Regions from separate parts of the Mus musculus genome. Here all the other regions are linked to region 1. The links are chromatin contacts, called in public Hi-C and promoter capture Hi-C maps. All regions are on one chromosome and are shown on one strand. The core of a region is the stretch at or near the end of the contact, and the rest is flanking DNA. Distances in the headings are between cores, read along the strand shown.

Region 1 (2,700 bases), core at 32-2,531:
CAGCAGTGTACTGATTCATTTCCTTAAGGTATCGTATGTTTTTATGTATACAAGCTACATTGAGGTGGAATGCTACACTTCAGCATTCCACAAGCAGAAGGATCTGAAGTCAGAGATTTGAGGCCAGCCTGAGATACAAGAGACGTTGCCTCAGAAACAGGATAAAAACGAATACAGAAGGCTATGGACACAGTAGTAAATTGCCCTGGGCAGGAAGAGTTTAGTTGATAGGAACCGTGGTGCTCTGAGAGAGTTGTAGTATTTTGTTTTGTAAACAATTTGTTGGTAATTGTGTGGAGCAATTTATTGTGGAAAAACAGAAACCTATTCTTTCTCAATTACATTATTTTACATTTAAAAAAATCCTATTTTAGACATTTAGAAGCTGTCTAAAAACAGAATGTGTATGCATGCAACTAAAATCGACAGGTAGTCTTAACTTCGGAGCCTGGCATATTGAAAGCCTTGCAACTTAAAAAAAAAAAGTTTTGTTTTGTGCTGTTTTTATGACACTATTTATCCATTTATTAACCTTAACACAGCCGTTAGCAAGAATATAAATTAAACAGGATTTCAAAGACTATCCGTTCAGCGAAAATTTCACAAGATTAAACTCTGTTTACAACTACTTCTTTCTACCAACAAAGTAGCGGGACAGCGTTCCAAGTGGCAATGACCACTGACAATCTTATTTATGATTCTTCCACCGACTAAGCACACATGACATACTGATTTAATATCCTTGCTAAAATTAGGGGTTAGATTGTAAAGGCTCATCAGTATCCTTCGTGATAGGAAAGTGGGTAGGAATGCACTACAAGGGTTCCCAGTCTTCCGGTCTCCATCTGGAAGCTCATGCCTCCACAGAAAATTAGAAAGCGCCCGGAGACTTGCAGTGAGCTAAAGCACTTATAAACCCCACAGGCCTCAAGCCTTAAAAAACACAGCGGAGCCATCTGGCAGGCGCACAGCACACTGGGATTTGTAGTTCCGTTTCTTTTGGCTACCCAGTTGAGTGGGCATTCTGGGATGTGTAGTTCCCAGGTTGTTCGTCTGCACAAATCTTTTCCTGACTAGAGGGGCGGTACGTGACTCCACGGAAGGCCCGAGCGTCACGTGACTCAGGTCACCGCACGCCCGGAGTTCGCACTGCGGCTCCAGCCCCGGCGAGTTCTCGCCCCCGCGCAGCCGTTGCCGAGGAGACCGCGCTCGTCTCGCGGAGCGTTGCGCCCCCCCCCCCCTCTGCAGTTCCCCCGCCCCCCACTCTTCTCCCACCACAATGAGGTCCTAAGATGGCGGTGGCTGCGGCGGTTGGCGCCTAGTTAGCTAATGTAGAGAAGGCGGCCATTGGGGCTTTGGGCAGTCGAGGGGGATTTGTGGGCCTCCCTTCCGCGGTCTTGGAGGAAGAACCGCTGCCGGCGGCGGCTCCTGGAGGGGCGGCCGACCGCCACTCGGCCCTTGGCAGGAGGGGCGGCTTCGTTTCCAGGTAACGCGGCCCTGGGCCACCGCGGGCCGGAGCACAGGGTGGTTCGAGGCGGGCGCGGCGCTGGAAGCGGCCTGGGGCCACGCCTGCCCGTTTTAACTCTGAGGTCCCATGGCTGCGCGATCCTTCCCCACCCCCAGGCTGTCATCGGCTCCTCTCGGCGCCGACTGACACGCTAGCTCTGGCGAGCGTCTGGGACGACGCTGGCTGGCGCCTCCACGATCTTGGGGCGTCCCATGTGAGGACCGCTCGCCCGGTGCTGGAGATTTCACCCCCCTCCAGGGTGGAGGGGAAGGTTGCCTTGTAGTTCGGGGTGATGAGTTCCGAAAGAAACTGGCCTTGGCGGCCCGAGGCCCCGGGGACCGCCATCCCTCCCAGCCCACCCGCCGAATTCCATCCTGGGAGGGGTCCCGGGCGGCCCGGATCCTCCTGGGTGCAGAGAGTCTGTGGCCCGGGAGTTTTCTGCGGTCCCTTTTATTCTTGGAGCAGGAAGGCCCCTGGAGGCGTTCCTGACTCCTGCTAGTAGGTTCTTTTCGCTAAGAAAATGTTAATTTAATAATCCTTCTCCGCGCTCCTCCCACTGCCCCTTCTTCACCCCTTCGGGAAGATCCAGTTTCTTTACATCTAGAATGGGTGGTGGGGGGGCGAGGGGGAGACTGGGGATGGGTGGGTGGGAGGGAAGCGAGATGTCCAGTGGGATTCTGGCAGCCTGGCTTGCTTTGCAGAGACTGCTGTTAAGGATTAGGTGTTCGGCCCCCCTGTGGGGGCGTCTGCGTGAACCAACTTTTCCTCTCGCGCTAGCCTGGTCCAAACCCAAAACAAAACACAAAACGTTTTTTTCCTCCCCTTTCTTTCATGGCGGTATTAGGATTGGTGTGGGAACTACGGGTGACAGATCGTGCTTTGGCGCTTAGAAGAAGCGGGCTTTCTGGGTGCCCCTACCGCCTCCTACCCCCGCCCCATAACCGCTTTCCAGACCCCGCCTTCGGTGTTCTCTGGTTACTAGAGCCGGTGTTCAAGAGCTTTTTGTGCACCTGCTTCTGCCTTTTCCCTATCACCTTCCTGGTCAGGGCCACTGGCTGGCGTCGTTAATACCGAATTTCGCACTTGAAGGTACACCTCGGTAAATGTAGTTAAAAAAAAAAAAAGAATTCTCATGCCTAAAGCTTTTTTAAAAAATAAGAGAGTAACAAGTTCTTGAATAGTTTGAGTAACAG
Region 2 (2,700 bases), core at 152-2,651, 4.1 Mb after region 1:
CACCCTCATAGAAGCAGGGGGAGGGGATGGGATAGGGAGGTTTTGGAGGGGAAACCGGAAAGGGGGATAACATTTGAAATGTAAATAAAGAAAATAACCAATAAAAAATTTAAAAATAAAATGAGATGCAACTATATTAAAACCTATATTAAAGAAGATTTAAAATTGATGGTCAGCCCGTAAAACAACTATTAATAGTTAATCTGAAGAAAAGGTAGGATCTGGTGTAGGTTCTTTTAAAATGTGCCATCTGGAAGTCTCTTCTCAGTTCTGGATGTCCAGGCTTACACAGCCATGAAGATTAAGTGTTAAGACTGAATACACTATCTCTAACAGGGAACCACAGATACCACTATTTTTAAGAACTTTCTGACTTTAGGTATTTTTCTAAAGCAAAAGAACAAAATTTTTTTGCATAAAACATTTCTTTAAAATTATTTCAGGTTTAAAAAACACCACCAACAACAATAACGACAAAAACCTCTCCAATAAGTAAGATTTTTGAACCTAGCCATATAAATTTACTTCAAGGCCCTTGGCAGTAGAGTCTGCTGAAGTGGCCTTGAAAGACTTCCTCAGAAGGATTGATCTACAAAGGCCAAGAGGATTTTAACTGCATATCAATCAATTAATTTTACTTGGAAAGACTGTAACCTGTTCTATACACACATGCTATATACACATATGTATGTTTGCTATGCTCGTTATAGGATGGGAGGCACAAAGCAATTTGGCAGGCACTAGAGTGGAAATGGGTATGGGGAGAATTAGGAACTTACTCCCTGGAGGGTAAGGGTGAGTTGGAGGGGTGGGGGTGTGGAGGTTGGAAGATTTCTTCTTTCTCCTAGCAGGTCTGAGGGATGTGAAGACCTCAATTGTGGCAAGAAAAAGTTGGGAGGGAGTGGGAGCAGTCCATTAAATAGGTGTCTCTGACTGACGAGGCGCCTAACAGCCTTAGTTAGAGTAGTAGACGGAGTAGACACTTCCTTGTACATACACATACCTGCGTTGTTGGGCTTCATATAAAGCGCGTGTCCCACCAAGGGGTAGGCGCGGGCCACCGACGGGATTGACCGCATCTGCTGCCATTTCCGCGCGTAGCTTACCAGCATCGGAAAGATGCTGATCAGGATAGTGGCGCCGGCCAGGGAGACCGCGCTCGCTGCGCCCCAAAGCAATAGTTTCTGCCCACTGAGCCCTAACCACAGCCACAACATCTCTCTGATTCCCCTCTTCCCTCTGGATTGCCAGTGAGAAGGTGGCGACCAGTCGCTGCCGGGTGCAGAGGAGGGAGGGACAAATTCGGGAACTCCAAGCTCCCGGCTCAGGGCTCAGGAAAAAGAACCCCCGGGGCACACCAGGTCCTCTCAGATCTTCCAGCTCTGGAGCTGGGAAAATCTGTAGCGTCTGCACCACGCCCTGGGGACAAACTTTCCGAGGGGGCGGGGAAAGCTCCCGCAGGTTTGTTGTGATGCCCTGCACGAGTCTGCGTACTACGCGCCAGCCACTGGGGTTCAAGGCGAAAGCGAAAGACCGGAACAACTTCTGAGCTCTGAAGTTCAGAATGCACGTGAAAGCTCACGGTGTGGAAAGATGAGGATGGCGGAGGAAGTCGAATTTAGGGTAGCTTCGGGATGGAGAAGAAACTAGAAATTCGCATCGCCAGTTCCGGACACCCTAGGGCCGGCTAATGTGGGCTGTTAAGAATTTTGCAACTCCCTTGCTTTGTGGAAGGATTACAGATCTCATAAGCAGTCTGTTTTAAAAAATTCAAATGAAGAGTCCTCGGTGTCGAAAGGCAGTTTTTGGAATTCTAAATTCAACTAGCCCTTGCGCAAACCTGCATCAGTTGCTGCCCTAGGGCAGGGCCGGTTGCCCAGGGGCACCGGACACACTCTGGCCCCTGCTTCAGGGTCCGGCACAGCAACCGCCTTCCCATGACCTAGAAGTTTAGGGAAGCCACGTATCCAGTGAGTGTCAGCTGACAGACTGAATCACCAGAACTAAAGGAGAACACAGTCTAGCACTTCCCTAAACATTCTCTGATCAAGGAAAGCCAGAACTAGAGAGAACAAGGGTGGGGATGGAGGGGCTCAGAAGTGGGTGGAAGAAGGCATGCTATGAGGAGGGTTGGCAACAGTAATGGGGCACAGTCAAAGTGAAGCTAAAATGCCAAGCCTGCAGAAAGGGAAAGGCCAGAAAGAAGAAGCTAGCAAAGTTATTTACTAGCTACCCATGGAGGTCTCCAGCCTGAACAGGAGTCCCTGTTCTACACCCCATTGTCCTTACCAAAGGGCAGGATGAGAAGTGCCCTTGCCTACTGCACACTGGGGAGAGTGCCAAGAAAGTTGAAATCCACAGATGCCCTGGATTCTCATTTTCTTGAGAATGTTATTTTCATACAGAGACTGCATGGTGTGCCCACAAACACCCGTGTGGCCTCTGGGACCTGAAGAAAGCACATCTAGGGCTTTCCTCAGTTGAATTTTTAAAAACGTATTACATTCTTTTTAAACTGTATGCAAGCATGGAGATCAGAGGACAACAACCCACCATGTGGTTTTGGAGGCTCAAACGCAAGTGGTCAAGTTTGGTGTCAAGCTCTTTGGCCAGCTGAGCCATGTTGCCCACCCCTGCAGTTACTTTTTACAAAAGAGCCATCTGGTGTGTACTGTCAGGAAAAGAAGTTCATAAAACATT
Region 3 (2,700 bases), core at 167-2,666, 4.8 Mb after region 1:
TGCCGTTCCTTGAGTTTTCTGAGGTTTCTCTAATCCAGTGGTCCTCAACCCATGTACCATGAGCCCTTGGGGTTACATACCAGATACTTACATTACAATTTATAGCAGTTATCAAAACTATAGTTACGGAGTAGCAAAGAAATAATGTTATGGTTGGAGGGGTCACCACAATATGAGGACCTGTATTAAAGGGCCACAGCATTAGGAAGGTTGAGAACCTCTGCTCTAAACCTTGTTAGATAGTAGCACACTGTATTAATGTCTTCAGAGAAATAACATCTTTTCATCTAGTTTGTGAGTGGTGGTTGACAGTAGGCTGTCATATTTGGATTGCTTTCTTCTATATATCTTACACATGTGGCTTCGTTCATTGGGAACTTTATATTCTTTAGTGGAAACTTAGATTTTGCAATATACATAATCCAATTACTTTACTTTTTAAAGATTTATTCTTATGAGTATGTGTATGTGTGTCTGCATGCATATATGTCCCATGTGAGGGGTGCCAGCAGAGCCGAGAAGTGGGTGGTCACTCTCTAGAGCTGGAGCTACAGGTGGTTGGGACCCACTCAAGGTGGCTTCTGGGAACCAAGTTCAGATCCTCTGGAAACACTTTGACTTGTTTTTTTTTGTTGTTGTTGTTGTTTTGTTTTAATTAATTTCTTTCTATTTTTATGTGTATGAGTGGTTTGACTGCATGTGTGTATGTGTATCACTAGAGAGATACATGTGTGTACATGTACACTAGGCACATGTGTCTAGTGACTGAATAAGTCAGAAGAGGGCATCCAATCCCCAGGAACTGTGTTACAGACAGTTGTGAGATGCCCTGTGGTGTGCTGGGAACTAAACCCTGATGCTCTTAACTGCTGAAACCACATCTCCAACCCAGTAACCAGCAACTTTGTTTTTTGTCTGGTTGTGGACAGGGTCTCACTATTTCGTCCAGGCTGCCTTGTACTAGCAGAGATCTGCTAACCTCAGCCTCCTGAGTGCCAGAATTAAAGACATTTCGCCACCATGCTGGGCCCATTAACTTTGTATATCAAGGAAAGGACACTTTAAGAACCTTTATTTCAAACTACAGATAAAGAAATTAGCTCTTAATTAACTCCTCCCACATACAGACATTTCAGTGATTTTATTTTATTTTTATTTTTTGCTGACTTAGTAAACCATGTCTTTTTTTTTTTTTTTTTTTGAGTTCCACTCTCATCCAATGAAGCAGCGTGTTGCCTAAAATAGTATCCTGTAAGTATGTAAATGCAGCTTTCCAATCACACAAAGCTTCTCTTAAGAACTTCTGTAGACCACCAATCAGAGAGACCTGGCCTGGGCGCTGGCTCCTGATTGGTGGAAGTAAGTTGAACCAGTAGAATGTCAAAGACCAAAACAGAAAGAAAAAAAAAAAAGCATAGCAACAACAGAGTTTGCTGTCTTCACTACTCTCAGCTTAGGCCAACCTGGACTCCTTCAACCCAAATGAGGTGGCCCCTACATTTTATATGAAGGCTCTGATTTACCATGCAGCAGTGGTCCATCTGGTAACATGGCAATCCAGTACAGACTGGAAGAGAAGACTGAGCAACAGAGCTAAAACACAGTGTATTCCCAGGTAAAACAGACGCATCCTGTCATCCGAAACGGATTACTCTGGCCAGTTTCAGTTAAAGGGCGACAGGAAAGTCCTCCGTGACAGGAGCAGCGACTGTGAGCGGTGTAGTCTGTTGCCACTGAGTGGCAGCAGTTGGGAATGACAGGACGCCCCCTGCCATGTGTGAATCCTTAGCCAGTCGGGATTTGTTGCTAGCTCAGGGTCCCTTGGCCAGGCAATGTGGGGCAGATGCTTCTGTGATGGGGAGTGAAGTCTCCCTTGGTGCTTTCCCGGGAGGAGAAATTGTAACCACCTATGTGTTCTTCCTTAACAGGACCCACATTGTGGAGACAGGATGAAGCTGAGCAGCGAGAAGTTGCCCAAAAACCCTTTCTCTCTGTCTCAGTATGCTGCCAAACAACAGAAATTCTTCCAGTGGAAGAAGGAAAAGCCCGGTATACATCTGAATAGTTAATTCTTGCTTGGAAACTATTTTTACTGAAATTCCATGTAAGCTTAGAATAAACAAAACAAACAAACAAAAACCCATGCCACTGGTTTCCAGGAGGTAGTTAATGTTATACTCCTTTCTGGCTTTCCTGGAGATTAGTGACCTTCTTACTCAGACAGCAAGCTGATCCTGGAGGTGTTTCACAATTCAAGCCTGATTACATTTTCACCCCTCCCCCCCCCAGCACTTAGGGATTCGTTCTAAAAAAGAGACGCCAGATGTTGCTTCCCTCAGAGAGCGCAACGCTGCGCTTTACTTCAAATGGATACTGAAAGCTATTTTTACATAAGCTTGTAAAAACTAAACTGGAGATGGCCAGCCCATTTGATTAGTAGTCCTAACATGGCTCAGGCTAAGAGTTTAACTCATTCACAGACAGCTTTGCCCAGTGCATGCAGAGACTGCATTGGAGTGCCTACCCGGCAGTGAACCCTCACCCAAGCACAATAAACACTTCTTGATTATGCCAGGTGTGTGTTGGTGCTGTGATCATGACTCTGCTTAGGTTATGTTCTTTCTCTGAGCTAAGCTTTAGGGATGAGAAGTTGGAAAGAAACTGAGATTAACAGCATCTAATGAATTCTACGTTACGTGT
Region 4 (2,700 bases), core at 34-2,533, 4.7 Mb after region 1:
CGTTAAGTGCTTCCAAGTTGAGATTTCTCCTTGTAATTAAGGACTGATCCCTGTTTCTTAGATAGGATGTAAACTGCAAAATGTCTTTCAACCAACACTAAACTTGCTACCCGATTCACATGATGTAGGAACATGACCTTGTTCCTTCCCTTTCACATTGTTCTTTGGTTTTGTTTTTACAATGTATAACAGCCAACTCTCTCAGTCCGGTGAACGATCTCTCTCTCTCTCTCTCTCTCTCTCTCTCTCTCTCTCTCTCTCTCTCTCTCTCTCTCTCGTGTAAAAAGGACCTAATGAGGCTGCCGCAAGGGGTGCTCTCAGAGTGAGACAGCCAGCAGGCTAGTACGGGCACACCCCAACACACAGCTTGCTTTAATTGGACAGTCATGGAGTTGGTCTCTTCTCCTGGAGATTCTCCGCTTTAACACCTTCCCAAGCTTCATTAACAGTCATCTTATATCCGTGGTTTGGCACCCTTTATTTTCCCCAGTGAACTGACAGCTAGGAACCATGAACTGAGTTTCAATCTCCTTCACCACATTCTTGAGGCAACGCTGCCCAGACTGGAATGGAACTCCTGGAATCAGGGAACCTCTGCCCTAACCTCCGGAGCGGCTTGAACGACAAAACCCCTTTAGTTTTTTACCATTGTCGCCCCAGCGCTTGCGGCCAATGCCTTCAACTTTGTCCCTACAATAAACTCTTTAAGTAAAACTTACAAAGTATTCATTCACACATTTACGCAATGTTTTTTGCAACCCTCTCCTTCTGGTCAGGTAGAAGTAGGAAAACAGACTTTAAAAGGCATAAATTTTGGTTTATAATCACGTAGACACGAAAATCGTGGGATTCTACCCAAGTAGAATATGGCAAGTTCCCTTCAAAAAGTTTGGCTAAGAAGGTTCCTCTGTTACAGCCCTGTCCACTGCATCCTTGCAATTTACTCAATAAATTCTTTTCTACGCCAGGAAAAAAAAAAAAAAAGTTTGGCTAAAAGGGAGAAACTGCAGAAAATAAATGGACTGATTGTCTAAGTTATTCCCTCTAAGGAAAGGTAGCTTGAAGTAGGCAGGTAGCTAAGGAAAACCCATGTCTGCGAGGCCGAGTCACCTCTCCAAAAGACACCTAATCCCACAACCAGAATCAGATGGACCCTGCTCCGGTCGGGGATCACTCCACAGCAGAGCCCGAAGAGCTCGAGGCCACGCGCTTGGCCGGGGCTCCAGCCTAGAGCGCAGCAGCAGAGGCGCGCGCCGCACAGTTCCGCAAGCTGCCGCTGGCGCATGTTAGGCCGCGTTGCCGTGGGAACGGGAGAACCCTTTCCCAACGTGCTACTGTAGGCCCTCGGAACGTTCGAACCCGCACGGCGCGTCCACGAAAACGGAAGAAAGGCCATAGAATACGTAAGTCTCAGCCAATAAAATCTCTCGAAACTAAGCCTTCTGTTTCCCCGCCATCGGCGAATAGTTTCCCTGTGGTACGCTCCGTGATGGTTGACGCGAAGCATTCTGGGAGTTGTAGTCACCTGTCGGAGCCCCGCAGTCGGCGGGCGTGACGTCACTTCCGGGACGACCCTTGCTTGCACGAAGTAGGTGTTCTTGCCATCGCCAGTGGTGCTTGGTAAGTGATTCTGGTTGTCAGTGACCTCCCCGTATTTACCCCTAGGACTTCGTCAACCGTTAGGAGAATGGCTCCAGGCCCCTAAAAGGAGCTGCTCCTGAGAGGCCAAAAGTCGCGGTACAAACTATCCTCACTTGGATCTCTTGGGTGATCTGGTCACCAGCAGCACCGGGTCATGCGACTCTCCGGGTCAGTCAGTGCATCTTGACAGTAAGGCACTATTTGTCGTATTTAGAAGCTAGCTAAAAGAACTTTTGGTTTTGAAAAGATAGACCTAACTTCCTTAAAATAGTCTTCTCCCTTCGCTTACGTGGCACAGAACTCTCCAGCTTCCCCCTTCTCCTAGCTCAGCTAAGTCCTGCCATCTGTACCGCAGATGATAATCTTCAGCTTACACCCTGAGCTTTCTCTCCGAACCCAATTCATAAGTCTAGTCAACTGCTTCCACTTAAATAAATCATTCAAACTCAGCAGTTACAGAGCCGGCTCATCATTTCCTGTTCTCCCCGCACTCTTCCTTCAGAATTCCCATTCGATAACCCAGCTCACCCCTCCTTGTGCCCACCAAACCCTTGACAAACTTGCCTCATCTCAAGAACAAAGTCAATAATCAAGTCTGGGTTCTACTTCTGGCTGGCTGTATTAAAACCTTCTTTACCGTCCTTGAGCTTTGTCCTTGCTGTCCGTCCATGGGTCATAGTCTAAGTGATCTTTTGCTTTGGTTTTAGGACAGAGCCTCACAAAACCCAGGCTGTCCTTGAACTGGCTACACAGTCAGGAATGACTTTGAAATCCAGACCTTCCTGCCTCTACCTCCCAAGTGTTGGGCTTACAATCGTATACATCAGCCTTCCTACATGTTGTTTCAATTAAGCGAACCTTCACCAATTGGCCACTGTGCTTAGAATGGGCTTACACACATAAGAATACCTCTTTACCTTGGAAAATTTAAGGCTTCTTTTATGGGCTACTTACCTGCCCTTCGAATTTCAGCTTAAATATTACATCTTCATAGAGTATCTTGCTTTAAAAGCCTAAAGAGACCCTGGCGCTTTCACATATGATTGCTTAAAGAATTGT
Region 5 (2,700 bases), core at 24-2,523, 4.9 Mb after region 1:
AAGCACGTTGAAAATCCAGTTCTTTCCTACGTTCCGCAACATAACCACAACCCTGATGTCCTACACCTGCCTGAGGACAGCTTTTCCTCTTAACAAACGACAGTGGTTCCTGGTGAGCATGCCACCCCCTCAACCCCCTCAAATAGACATCCACCTGAGCTGCATGACAACTTAACCAACATGGTGGAAGACAGGACCTTACAGGTATGAAGTACACGGGGCCCATTGAGTGAGCTCCCTCGGACTGGGTGACCTAACCAAGTTTTCTCTTCTGTAAGCCGTCATAAAGTTATCTCCCAACCACTACAGATCGAAGAACCAAACAGGAGCATCAGTGATGAATGCGAAGCCTGCCTCCCGTGGGTGCTGTAAGCGGATTTTTCTCGGCACTCACCAACTGCACTTCAACATCGGAGACCCGCCTGGATGGATCTCTCTGTGCAGAGGATGGTGGATGAGTTAACTACAGCGCCTAAAACGGCGCGCGTGACCAAGCCCGCGCAGCCCAGTCTTCCGCGGGCTTCGGCTGCCGGAGGGCCACCCGGCCGGAGCCCCCCGGGGTCTGCGCGCGCACGAGGCCGCGGGCACGCGAGGCAGTCGAGACCGGTACTCACCCGCAGCGGACAGCGGACGGTCGCCGCCAGCCGGCTCCAGGAAGAGACGAAGTCCGGCGGCTGGGCGCGCGGGCTCCAGCAGACGAGCGAGACCAGTGTCCCCAGCAGCAAGGCGGCCGCGGCGCAGCTCAGGTACAGGCTGAGGCGCAGCAGCACGGCGCCCGGCCCCGTGCCCGCCGCCGGTCCCCAGCCTGGGACCAGGCAGCACAGCGCCAGCACTGCCAGGGCGGCCACGGCCGCGGGCCCCCGCCAGCCCCAGCCCGGGCCGTCCGCCGTCCGCGGCCGGTCCGCGGAGCCCCGGGCAGCGCGGCAGGCGTCTGCGGCGGACGTGGGGCCGCGGCGGGCGCCGCTGCTGTCGGTGGCATCGCGGTGCATGCTGCTTCCTGGGCCGCTGGCGACAGGCTCATCTCCCGGCCCGCAGCCCCCCGGCGCCGCCCCGGGCCGTGGCCTGTGCGCGGCGCCCCGCCGCCTCGCCGCTCCCGCCGCCGCTCGCGAGGCAAGGGCAGCCCGCGCTCATGCCCTCGCCGGCGGCCCTGAGCGGGAACCGCTCCAACAGACACCGCCGCGCCCCCCCTCCCGCCTCGGTGCCGCCGCCCCGCGCCGGGCCCGCAGCTGCCCGCCGACCGGGCGCGCCCAGGTAGCGGGACCGCGAGGGGGACTGAAACCCCAAGGGCTCGAGACGCGCGGGGGCGGGGGCGGGACCTGCGGCTGAGTGACAGTGGGGCGGGGTCGCCCCGCCCACCCGGGGCGGGGGCGGCCGGAAAGGGGCGCGACCAATCGCAGTGGACCCCGCTACTTCCCGAGCCCCGCCCCCGCCCCCCGGGGACCGCGTCTGTTCGTGGAAAATTTTGCTGCAGGTGTCAGAAGCCTGCGTTGAGCTCCGCTCAGGTACCCCCTTATTTTCGTCTCTCCGCTCCTCGCCTTGCCTACAGCCCCATACCAGACGCCAGCCTTGTTCTCTAGCTCTCTGATTAACCTCGTACTGTCCCTGATCCTCTCTTTTACTACTTTCTTCCAACGGACCCCACTCCACTGCCCAAGGGTAGGGGACTAAGACAAACCTGGAGGAGTCAAGCGAAGCCTGTGGTTCCCACTTACTTATGGAAAGACTCCCCAGTGCCAGAGAGTGTACATAGCTGCCACAATCGATTTGGCTCCGATTTTGTGTTTTTGTTGCCAACAACTACTCGGTACAAAAGCTGTTACCCACGCAAAAGAAACTGGTTCAAAGAATTTTGAGAGAACATATTTTCCTTTCCTCTCTTGACTGCAGCCGGTAGTCTACAGACGATGTTTGCTGAGATGAAAGATGTCCAAATGCTGCTCAATACTGTAACAGAGCTGCCAAAGCCCATAAAGGGTGTTGACTGTCTTAGAGGGATGATGGAAATGAAGGATTTCTGAAGACACTGGGAGAGGAGATAGAGTAGAGAAGACAAAAAAAAAAAAAAAAATGAAATAAGAAAATAAGAGAAGCTTGACAGATAAGGAGCTAGCACCCCCATGACACTGAGATGAAGAAGTCCAGGTTCTTTAACTTGTACTATTTTGTTTTGTGACAGGGTCTCTCTGTGTAAACCTGGCTATCCTGAAACTCACTATGTGGACCAGGCTAGTCTGGACCCCCCCAGAGATCTACTTGCCTCTGCTTTCAGAGTGCTGGAATCAAAGGTGTGCAGCCTAGGTTTGCAGTGTTCGCTAATATGGTGATGGGTAGTGCCCTCCGAGTAGCAGACAAGTAACATAGGTGTTACAATGCAGTGTTATATATTGTGGCTACACTGGGTTTTTGGTTTTGTTTTGTTTTTTTCTGTAAAGGGGTTGTTCCATCTGTAATAAGTATTGTGCCATTTCATCAAAAAAAAGGAAAAAAGTCACAATACTCATGAATAAAGTGCTTGCTTACTTGCTTGCTTAAAACAAAGTATTACACAAAAAAGTTATTATTCAAGAAAAGGTACAGGTATACATTAACAATCCACCCATGTATTCATTCCAGGTCTTCATAATAAATTTCCCCAATGGCATATGGATTTCAAGTGGGAGACGAAGTCATAGATTTAAAAAGCATACCTAAAATTTAATT

Evidence for each region. Promoter capture Hi-C pulls out the DNA fragments that hold promoters and counts their contacts. A called contact is a pair of places that touch in the nucleus more often than the background predicts.
Region 2: a Hi-C map of LSK cells shows a contact between it and region 1, with 5 times the contacts expected there. The contact joins the promoter of Cyp4v3 here to the promoter of Pcm1 in region 1. A contact is called at or near these places in 2 of 39 promoter capture datasets (cranial neural crest and frontonasal cranial neural crest) and 2 of 484 Hi-C or Micro-C datasets (B cells and LSK cells).
Region 3: a promoter capture Hi-C map of pre-B cells shows a contact between it and region 1. The contact joins the promoter of Lrp2bp here to the promoter of Pcm1 in region 1. A contact is called at or near these places in 1 of 39 promoter capture datasets (pre-B cells) and 1 of 484 Hi-C or Micro-C datasets (regulatory T cells).
Region 4: a contact with region 1 is called in a promoter capture Hi-C map of pre-B cells. The contact joins the promoter of 1700029J07Rik here to the promoter of Pcm1 in region 1. A contact is called at or near these places in 2 of 39 promoter capture datasets (maxillary cranial neural crest and pre-B cells) and 1 of 484 Hi-C or Micro-C datasets (CD8 T cells).
Region 5: a contact with region 1 is called in a promoter capture Hi-C map of pre-B cells. The contact joins the promoter of Snx25 here to the promoter of Pcm1 in region 1. A contact is called at or near these places in 1 of 39 promoter capture datasets (pre-B cells) and 2 of 484 Hi-C or Micro-C datasets (CD4 T cells and CD8 T cells).

Annotation. Positions count from the first base shown.
Region 1 is chr8:41,238,478-41,241,177 of GRCm38.p6, forward strand. It overlaps Pcm1 (pericentriolar material 1), which reads left to right and starts at 1,282. Exons shown (of 38, transcript NM_023662.3): 1 at 1,282-1,486.
Region 2 is chr8:45,331,762-45,334,461 of GRCm38.p6, forward strand. Cyp4v3 (cytochrome P450, family 4, subfamily v, polypeptide 3) reads right to left here and starts at 1,402. Exons shown (of 11, transcript NM_133969.3): 1 at 1,004-1,402. The coding sequence starts at 1,217. All of the region lies in intron 3 of Gm30504 (a long non-coding RNA gene), which reads left to right.
Region 3 is chr8:46,009,186-46,011,885 of GRCm38.p6, forward strand. It overlaps Lrp2bp (Lrp2 binding protein), which reads left to right and starts at 1,417. Exons shown (of 9, transcript NM_026278.3): 1 at 1,417-1,615; 2 at 1,929-2,049. The coding sequence starts at 1,950.
Region 4 is chr8:45,973,969-45,976,668 of GRCm38.p6, forward strand. 1700029J07Rik (RIKEN cDNA 1700029J07 gene) reads right to left here and starts at 1,284. Exons shown (of 7, transcript NM_001033148.3): 1 at 1-1,284. It overlaps Ufsp2 (UFM1-specific peptidase 2), which reads left to right and starts at 1,560. Exons shown (of 12, transcript NM_138668.2): 1 at 1,560-1,620.
Region 5 is chr8:46,151,168-46,153,867 of GRCm38.p6, forward strand. Snx25 (sorting nexin 25) reads right to left here and starts at 1,274. Exons shown (of 19, transcript NM_001372342.1): 1 at 615-1,274. The coding sequence starts at 989.